2 separate regions of the Sus scrofa genome follow, and region 2 is linked to region 1. Evidence: chromatin contacts called from public HiChIP or PLAC-seq data. All regions are on one chromosome and are shown on one strand. Each heading gives the region's core, a stretch centred on a gene start, on an enhancer-like site or on the middle of the called end of the contact. The rest is flanking DNA. Distances are from core to core; before and after follow the strand shown. Region 1 has its middle 34 kb from the start of EML4. Region 2 has its middle 26 kb from the start of C3H2orf91.

Evidence for each region. HiChIP or PLAC-seq counts read pairs in DNA pulled down with a chosen protein or histone mark.
Region 2: an H3K27ac HiChIP or PLAC-seq map of skeletal muscle shows a contact between it and region 1. The contact joins two enhancer-like sites. A contact is called at or near these places in 1 of 47 Hi-C or Micro-C datasets (embryonic fibroblasts) and 1 of 2 datasets of contacts at active chromatin or transcription factors (skeletal muscle).

The regions. Positions count from the first base shown.
Region 1 is chr3:98,187,760-98,191,169 of Sscrofa11.1, forward strand. No RefSeq gene overlaps it. Among named protein-coding and RNA genes, the nearest start is that of EML4, 34 kb to the left of the region's middle. Within about 2 kb of position 1,647, at least 75 of the 83 cell types and tissues checked have an H3K27ac peak or open chromatin away from gene starts, as enhancers often do. A contact at or near this core is called in embryonic fibroblasts and skeletal muscle, where this site is marked.
Region 2 is chr3:98,385,389-98,388,676 of Sscrofa11.1, forward strand. No RefSeq gene overlaps it. Among named protein-coding and RNA genes, the nearest start is that of C3H2orf91, 26 kb to the left of the region's middle. Within about 2 kb of position 1,298, at least 43 of the 83 cell types and tissues checked have an H3K27ac peak or open chromatin away from gene starts, as enhancers often do. A contact at or near this core is called in embryonic fibroblasts and skeletal muscle, where this site is marked.

The DNA.
Region 1 (3,410 bases), core at 397-2,896:
TGCAAATGAACAATGAACAATTTTTTTAATATAAGTAGGTCCCAAATATTGTACTACTTGAATTTGTTTGAAATTCAAAATTAACTAGTACTGAGTTCCTGTCGTGGCTCAGTGGTTAATGAATCCGACTAGGAACCATGAGGTTGCTGGTTTGATCCCTGGCCTCGCTCAGTGGGTTAAGGATCTAGCGTTTCCATGAGCTGTGGTGTAGGTCACAGAGGTGTCTCGGATCTGGCGTTGCTGTGGCTCTGGCATAGGCCGGTGGCTACAGCTCTGATTAGACCCCTAGCCTGGAAACCTTCATATGCTGTAGGTGCGGCCCTAGAAAAAAGACAAAATCAAACAAACAAACAAACAAAAAACCAAATTAACTAGTGTTCCTTATTTTACCTGGCAGCCCTATGCACAGCCCATCACCACCACATACAAACCTGCTTCCCAGACATTCCCTCTGGGTTGGTCACTGTCCTGTATGCTGGACCATCCCTTATGGCCTCCCTGCAAGACCCATCTATTCTGTATTTCAGTGCCTCATGTTCATTCTCTGCGCTAAGTCTCAGTGGGATGGTAAATACTTTAAGCAGATGGACAAATTCTTCTTAATAGGTAGGCTAGTTACCCTATCTAGATAACATTGTACCTTAACCTGCTAGAGTATATGCCGGCTTCCAGAAGGCTCTCACTGAATGGTGGTGGGGGAGACAGGGAGACTGGAAGCATCCCTAAGGCTAACAGCTTATGCCATGAGAGCCTACATGTCAGTGAGTCCCAACTTCGCCTGTACAAGGGGAGCTTAAAACATTCTTGATGTCTGGTCCTACCCTCAACGACTCTAAGTGAATTCTTCTGGGGTAGAGCCTGGCACTGGGGATATTTTAAGCCCCACACCCAGCCCAGGATCTCCCTAACTCTCAGCCAAGGTGGCTAATCACTCTCTACTTCCTGAGAAAAGAGAGAGAAAGGAGAGAGCAAGATAAAAATGAGAGGAGAAGAGAGAGAGAATGAAATTTTGTTTCAGGGGCTCTGCTTGGCATTGGTCATTGAGGGGATTTGGAATAAGCAAGAGGCAAACACATTCCACTCAAGTAGGGGAAAAAAGTTCAAGAAAGTAATATACTTCGTTCCATTTTGAGCAAAACAGATGTGAGACAGTACTTCTGAAGAGCCCAAAGAATGTTTCATTTTGTGCCAGACACTGTCCTTAAAGATGCCCCAGCTTACAAAAAAAAAAAAAAAGAAAAAAAAAGAAAAGAAAAAAGAAATAAGGAAAAAAAAAAACCGCCCTAGAGAGAGCCAATTTCTTTATTCCTCGGTGAGTCTAACCCAGGCCAGGATCAGGTTCAGAACTCAGGCTGCTCACACACATGGCCTTGCTGGTGTTGGCTGAGGAGTAAGCTTTTGATGTCACCGTGGGCACCTCCGCGAAAGAGGCTCCCCTCTTGCTCAGTGTGGGCTGTGAGCCCAGAGTGTCAGTCCCCGTGCCATTAGCACACGCCGGCCTCGACTCTGACAAGTAGGTCAGCAAAGACACGGCTCCAGCCTCCACGGAGAGGCGCTTGCCGCCGGCAGGAAGCTGCTTCTGCAGAATTAAAAACCATCAGAGTTGATCAAAGGAAGTGCAGGGTAGGCTGGCGGGCGGGCCAGATCCTAATCTCCGCTTGCCGGCCTCACACGTCACTGCACATGAGTCACCCCGCTGAGCTCAGCGGACATGCTGTTTGGATTAGGCTTTTACAGGCGACGTTTGCCAAGCTGCCTCTGCCGGCTCCGCTGCACAGAGCCGCTGAGAGGCGAGGAAGGACGGTGGGGATGGGGGAGAGATGTGGTTGCCCAGGCGCCAGGGAGGAGGGGGCCGTTGGCTCCCCAGGTACACAGGACAGGGACACTAGGGGGTGGCCGGAAGTCCTGCTGTCCCCAGCCTGTCTTCTCAGCTCAGCTCCACAAACCCCAACAGGAGCAACAGCACCCGCACCAGGCCTACACATCCTTCCTCTCTTGCCAGCTCTCCAATTAAGACATACTATTACAGGACTCACAGCTTGCCTTCACTCAACCATTTGCCTCTCAACGAGCAGGAATTCCTTTGCTCAAAAGCAGGCAACACTTCACCACTCAGGCATCTTGCTCCAAAGTCCAGCAGAAAAAAAAAAAGAGGAAAGTCAGAAAATAAAAATTCCTAAATTAAGAGCCAACCCATAAAAGCAGGGCTTCCCCTAGTGCCTGGCTGGTGTGACATCACCACGAGTTACTCAATGAAAATGGTGTCAGAGTAGCAGCTTGATTACATGTGGAAAATTTCTCCAAGAAACAGAACTCTGAGGAAAACGAATAGAGAGAGAAAAGACCTTGCACTTGGGTCCTTGGGGGGGGGGGGGGCTGCGTCCAGGGTGCTGATTCCCCGGGCAAAGAGCAAAGTGGGATTCTCTTCCAAACAGCAGCTCGCAGGGTCGTGGTTCTCAGGAGCGGCGGTAGAGGTAACCCAGCGGTTTGTTTTGCTTCCTTCTGTGGAAGCAATGGTAGGAACAAGATCAAAACCCTTTGTCTCTGATTCTGCCAAGTTTTGCTTCTGTGCATGGTAACTGGGAAGAAGCAGCCCCCATTATTTTGTAAGCCAAGGATTCTTGGCTGGTAGACTCTGTTGGGATTCTCTCTAGAGTATTTTAGACTCTCATTCATTAAAGGCATCTAAATGGAGGTGGCAGCCCTCAACACTTTCAAAATCAATGTTGCCAGCAGTCCCTATACCACTTTTGACTGGAAACCACAAATTTCCAAACTTACCGTTGCTCAGTTGGCTGAACTTTTAAAATTATTTCTTGTCTCTGGCTGAAACCTGAAAGGTTTCTTCTCACCTCTCTATAATTCTCAGGGTGGTCAAATTTGCTCATGAAATCTGTCTTTTCTTCCTTTCCTCTTTTATTATTTTCACTTAAAAACAGAAATAGAGATGGAAGTTACTATCCTGGATAGGCTGCCAGTCGCCAAAGCATAGCCTAGCAGTTGTTAGGTGAAATTGTTTAGCCTCAAATTCCTTATCTAGAAAATGCAGGTAAAAATCACCCTATCCTCACTGATGAAGCCCGAGCGAACTAACGCAAGAAAGACATTTAGTAAAGTTCCTGGTACCCAGTGAACACATAATCAATGCATTATTGTTTCTATTATGGTAATTACTCTGCAACCAGCATTATATAGCTAATAGTGGCAAGCTTCCTCAGGTTTTACTGCTAACATTTCTTCCTTCTGAAATTCCTCTGTGCCCAGAGAGCTAACATTTGCTTTAATTAAAAGTATTTGCTTGGAGTTCCCGCTGTGGTACAATGGGTTAAGGATCCAACATTGCTGCAGCTATGGCATACATAGGTTGAAGCTGTGGCTTAGATTCAGTCCCTGGCCCTGGGAACTCCACA
Region 2 (3,288 bases), core at 48-2,547, 200 kb after region 1:
CCAGAATGGTGGTGCAGCTTCAGTGAAAGGACAGCCTTGCTACAAGTCAATGGATCCCAGAACAGTTGATGGAAAAGATTGACCCAGACTGTGTCTGGACTTACCTGGTCTCAGGCTTTACTTGAGATTGGCTCTCCTTATGTGTGACAACTACTATGTTTTTTAAATGAATTCAAATATTTGTATACTCCTTTACTCTTCTAATAAATTCGCTTTTGAAAAATTCTACCTCAATGCAGCTGAATTAAGGGGCAAGAGCACTGGTCTACACCTGGGCCCCAGGAGCTGGAAGCAGTTGAAGGATCAGGTATGAGATGGAAGCAAGAGTGGTCAAAATGTGGACTAGAGTGACCGGGGCAGAGATGAGGAATAAGGAAGGACCCCGGGGAAGAGAAAAAGGAAGCTGATTGGGATTTCTTGTCCCTCTACCCTTGGTACTCTTTCATCATTTCTCACGTGGCTGTGGAATTGGGTAGTTCTCCAGTAGGGTTGCTGGACTGAGCAAATAAAAACACAGGGCACCCAGGTAAATCCGAATTTCAAGAACTCAATGAATTTTTTTTTTTAATACAAGTACGTCTCATGCAATATCTATCTGCCTGCCTATCTATCTATCTGTCTCATGGCTTGTGGAGTTCCAGGGCCAGGGATCGGAGCCAAGCTGCACTTGTGCCTTGGGTGGGGGATCGAACCTGCATCCCAGAGCTCCAGAGATGCCACCAATCCTCTTGTGCTGCAGCGGGAACTCCTCATGCATATATAGGAACACCTATACTAGAAAATTATTTATTAATCTGAAATTCAGTTTTAACTGAGGAGCCTATATTTTATCTGACAACCCCACTCTTTAGACAACCTTAAATTCTCAGTGCTGGAAAATCTGCTCTGTGAGTAAGTTTTTCTCTAGGCTTTGAGTGGTCTCTTGCCATCTGAAGTGAGGTCCATGTGTACTTGTTTGAACCCCGTCCTAGGAAGTCCATCACCCTGGGTCTCACAGGGCTTGCTCAAGGCCCCCAGACCAGTCTGGCAGGTGTGTGTGGGGGATGTTACTGTGCTTATGGATAATATCCTTGAACTTCACTTTTCTGGACTTACCTACAACCTTTTGTATTGACTTGGTTCCTGGGAATTCCTCTGGGGACCCTCTTCACCCACTGTCACTTGCCCAATTTAGGCTGCCTATGCCGGAGAGAAAGGGAGCTGAAAGCCTTTGATGGGCTGGAGGCGACAGTGCTGAGTGGAGGGTGACTCAGACAAGTGTAGGGAAGAGGAGGGGCAGGGGGTAAAAATAAAAGCATGTTTCACAATCACAGCCAGAGTGCGTCCCTGAAGCTGCTGTTCAATGTCTGAGCCCAGCGTGTCTGGCTTTCAGCAGAGGCTGCTTTACTGCAATGTGTTCAGAGTCAAAAGTGCAGTTTCCTGTTCCATTCAGCTCTGAGCAGCTTGTCCCCTGCTGGCTTTAGAGTACGTGGGGGCCTTCGGGAGGGGAAGGGAAGGGCAGAGAGAGGGAAGGGAAGGAGTCAGTTGCCAGTAAGAGACACTCATATGAAAGATGTGCAGGGTGAGAGAGATGGTGGCGGGGGTGGGGGGGGAGGGCGAGGGAAGTTGGTGGAGGGGAGAGGGAGAGAGGGATGGAAGGCGAGAACTGGTTGGTTAGCAGGGGATGTTCAGCAAAGTGCAGGATAATCAGGAAGGGTACCCTTGGTTCACCCCTCCAGCCCGTCCCTTTAAAGACCTAAGCTGGCGTTGGTCTCCCCTCTGAAGCACCATCTCTCAACCCATCAGGCTCAAGATAAGCCCAGGAGGCTGGAGAACAGGCTGAGCCAAGTTCTGAGGCCATGCCTCATTTTCTCTGCTGCTCCAGAGGGTGAGGGCCCCACTGGTGAGGCTGGGGCGCTGGTCAGACCCTGCAGGCATCGTACCCTAGGAGACGTGCTTACTTAGAGTATCTGCTCTTGGAAGCCCTCCCGACACCACTGTCTTCCCAGAATAATAAATCACCCCAGTTTATGTGAAGGTCACGGACTTGGCTTTGTGTTTCTGCTGGGATTCAAGTCTGGGGAAATCCAGGCTCCTCTTCTCTGTTTCCTGATCTCTCTTGCCTCCTTCCTGATGAGTTGCCATGTGGGAAGCCAGGCTTTCCAGCACCATCTTTTCCCTAGACGTTGTGTGGGGAAGACTCTCCAGAGAAACCTCAGTAGCTGGTGGCAAATTAAAATAGTAAATGGGCATTTTTCCCCCTCCACGGCCACTTTGTTGAGCACAGGAACAGCCAGAGGCTCTGGGGAAGAGTGGGACAGAAGCCAGGGAAGGGAGAGGGGGTCAAAGGAGGGAGCAGCCTCAGAACAGGGCAGGCCTCCTCAGCTTACACTTGCGGGGACCCCTATTCACCCTGTGGTGGTCCTAGCTTAGATTCTGCTGAGGGCTGGGCTTCAGGGGTAAGTTTCCAGGTGAGCTGTGTTGATAGGTAGGTGGAGCTGGGCCTGGGCTGTGCTGACTGTGATTTGGCTTATAAGACCTGGGCTGGTGCCTGGCTACTGGCTCCAAGCCTGTTCTCCAGGACTAGACTGTACTTTCCTTGGAGACTGAGAGGCCTGGCCACTGGGAGAAGAGTTGGCTTCCTCCTGTGGGTCGGCAGCTCACTCTGGAATCTAATTCAGACACGGGGCCTGCCAGTGACGTCATGTGTGTGGTGGCCTGTGGGACAGTGTGTCAAGTCCTGAAGCCGTGGAAGTTGGGCCTGGATGACCTCGGGGCTGGGGTCACATTCTTACCCCAGCTCTAGGGGAAGAACAGCCCCCACGGGATTCCTCCAGGGCTGGCACACGTCCCCCATTCAGGGGATGGGCTTGTGTGGGCCTAGCTGGCCAGATCCTGGCTAGCTCTCAATTGTCCGCCTTGACCAGACCCTGGCTTGGCCTCAGAAGTCCTGAACCTCTACCTGGCAGAGACATCTGTGTGAGAGCCATGGGCCCAGGAGAGACTTAGGAGCAAATCTGCATGGGGTTGTGACATGCATTTCTTCCTCGTGGGACTGGGGGGGTGGGGGTCCGAACACATGGCTTATGGGTATTTCGAAGGTCAAGGAGGGAGAGCCCAGAGGTGGAGACACGGCTGATAAAAAGGAGGAAGGGCCCAGCCCCCAGTCAGTGCCCACTCTTCTTCCGCTCCTGGCCCCTCTCCTGTACCCCTGGCATTTCTCCTGGTCTGGGACAAGGCCTAAATTGAGACATTCCAGGAGCTGCCAGCCTCCCAGGTCCAGGGTGGTCACAGGACTTGCTGGCTCCG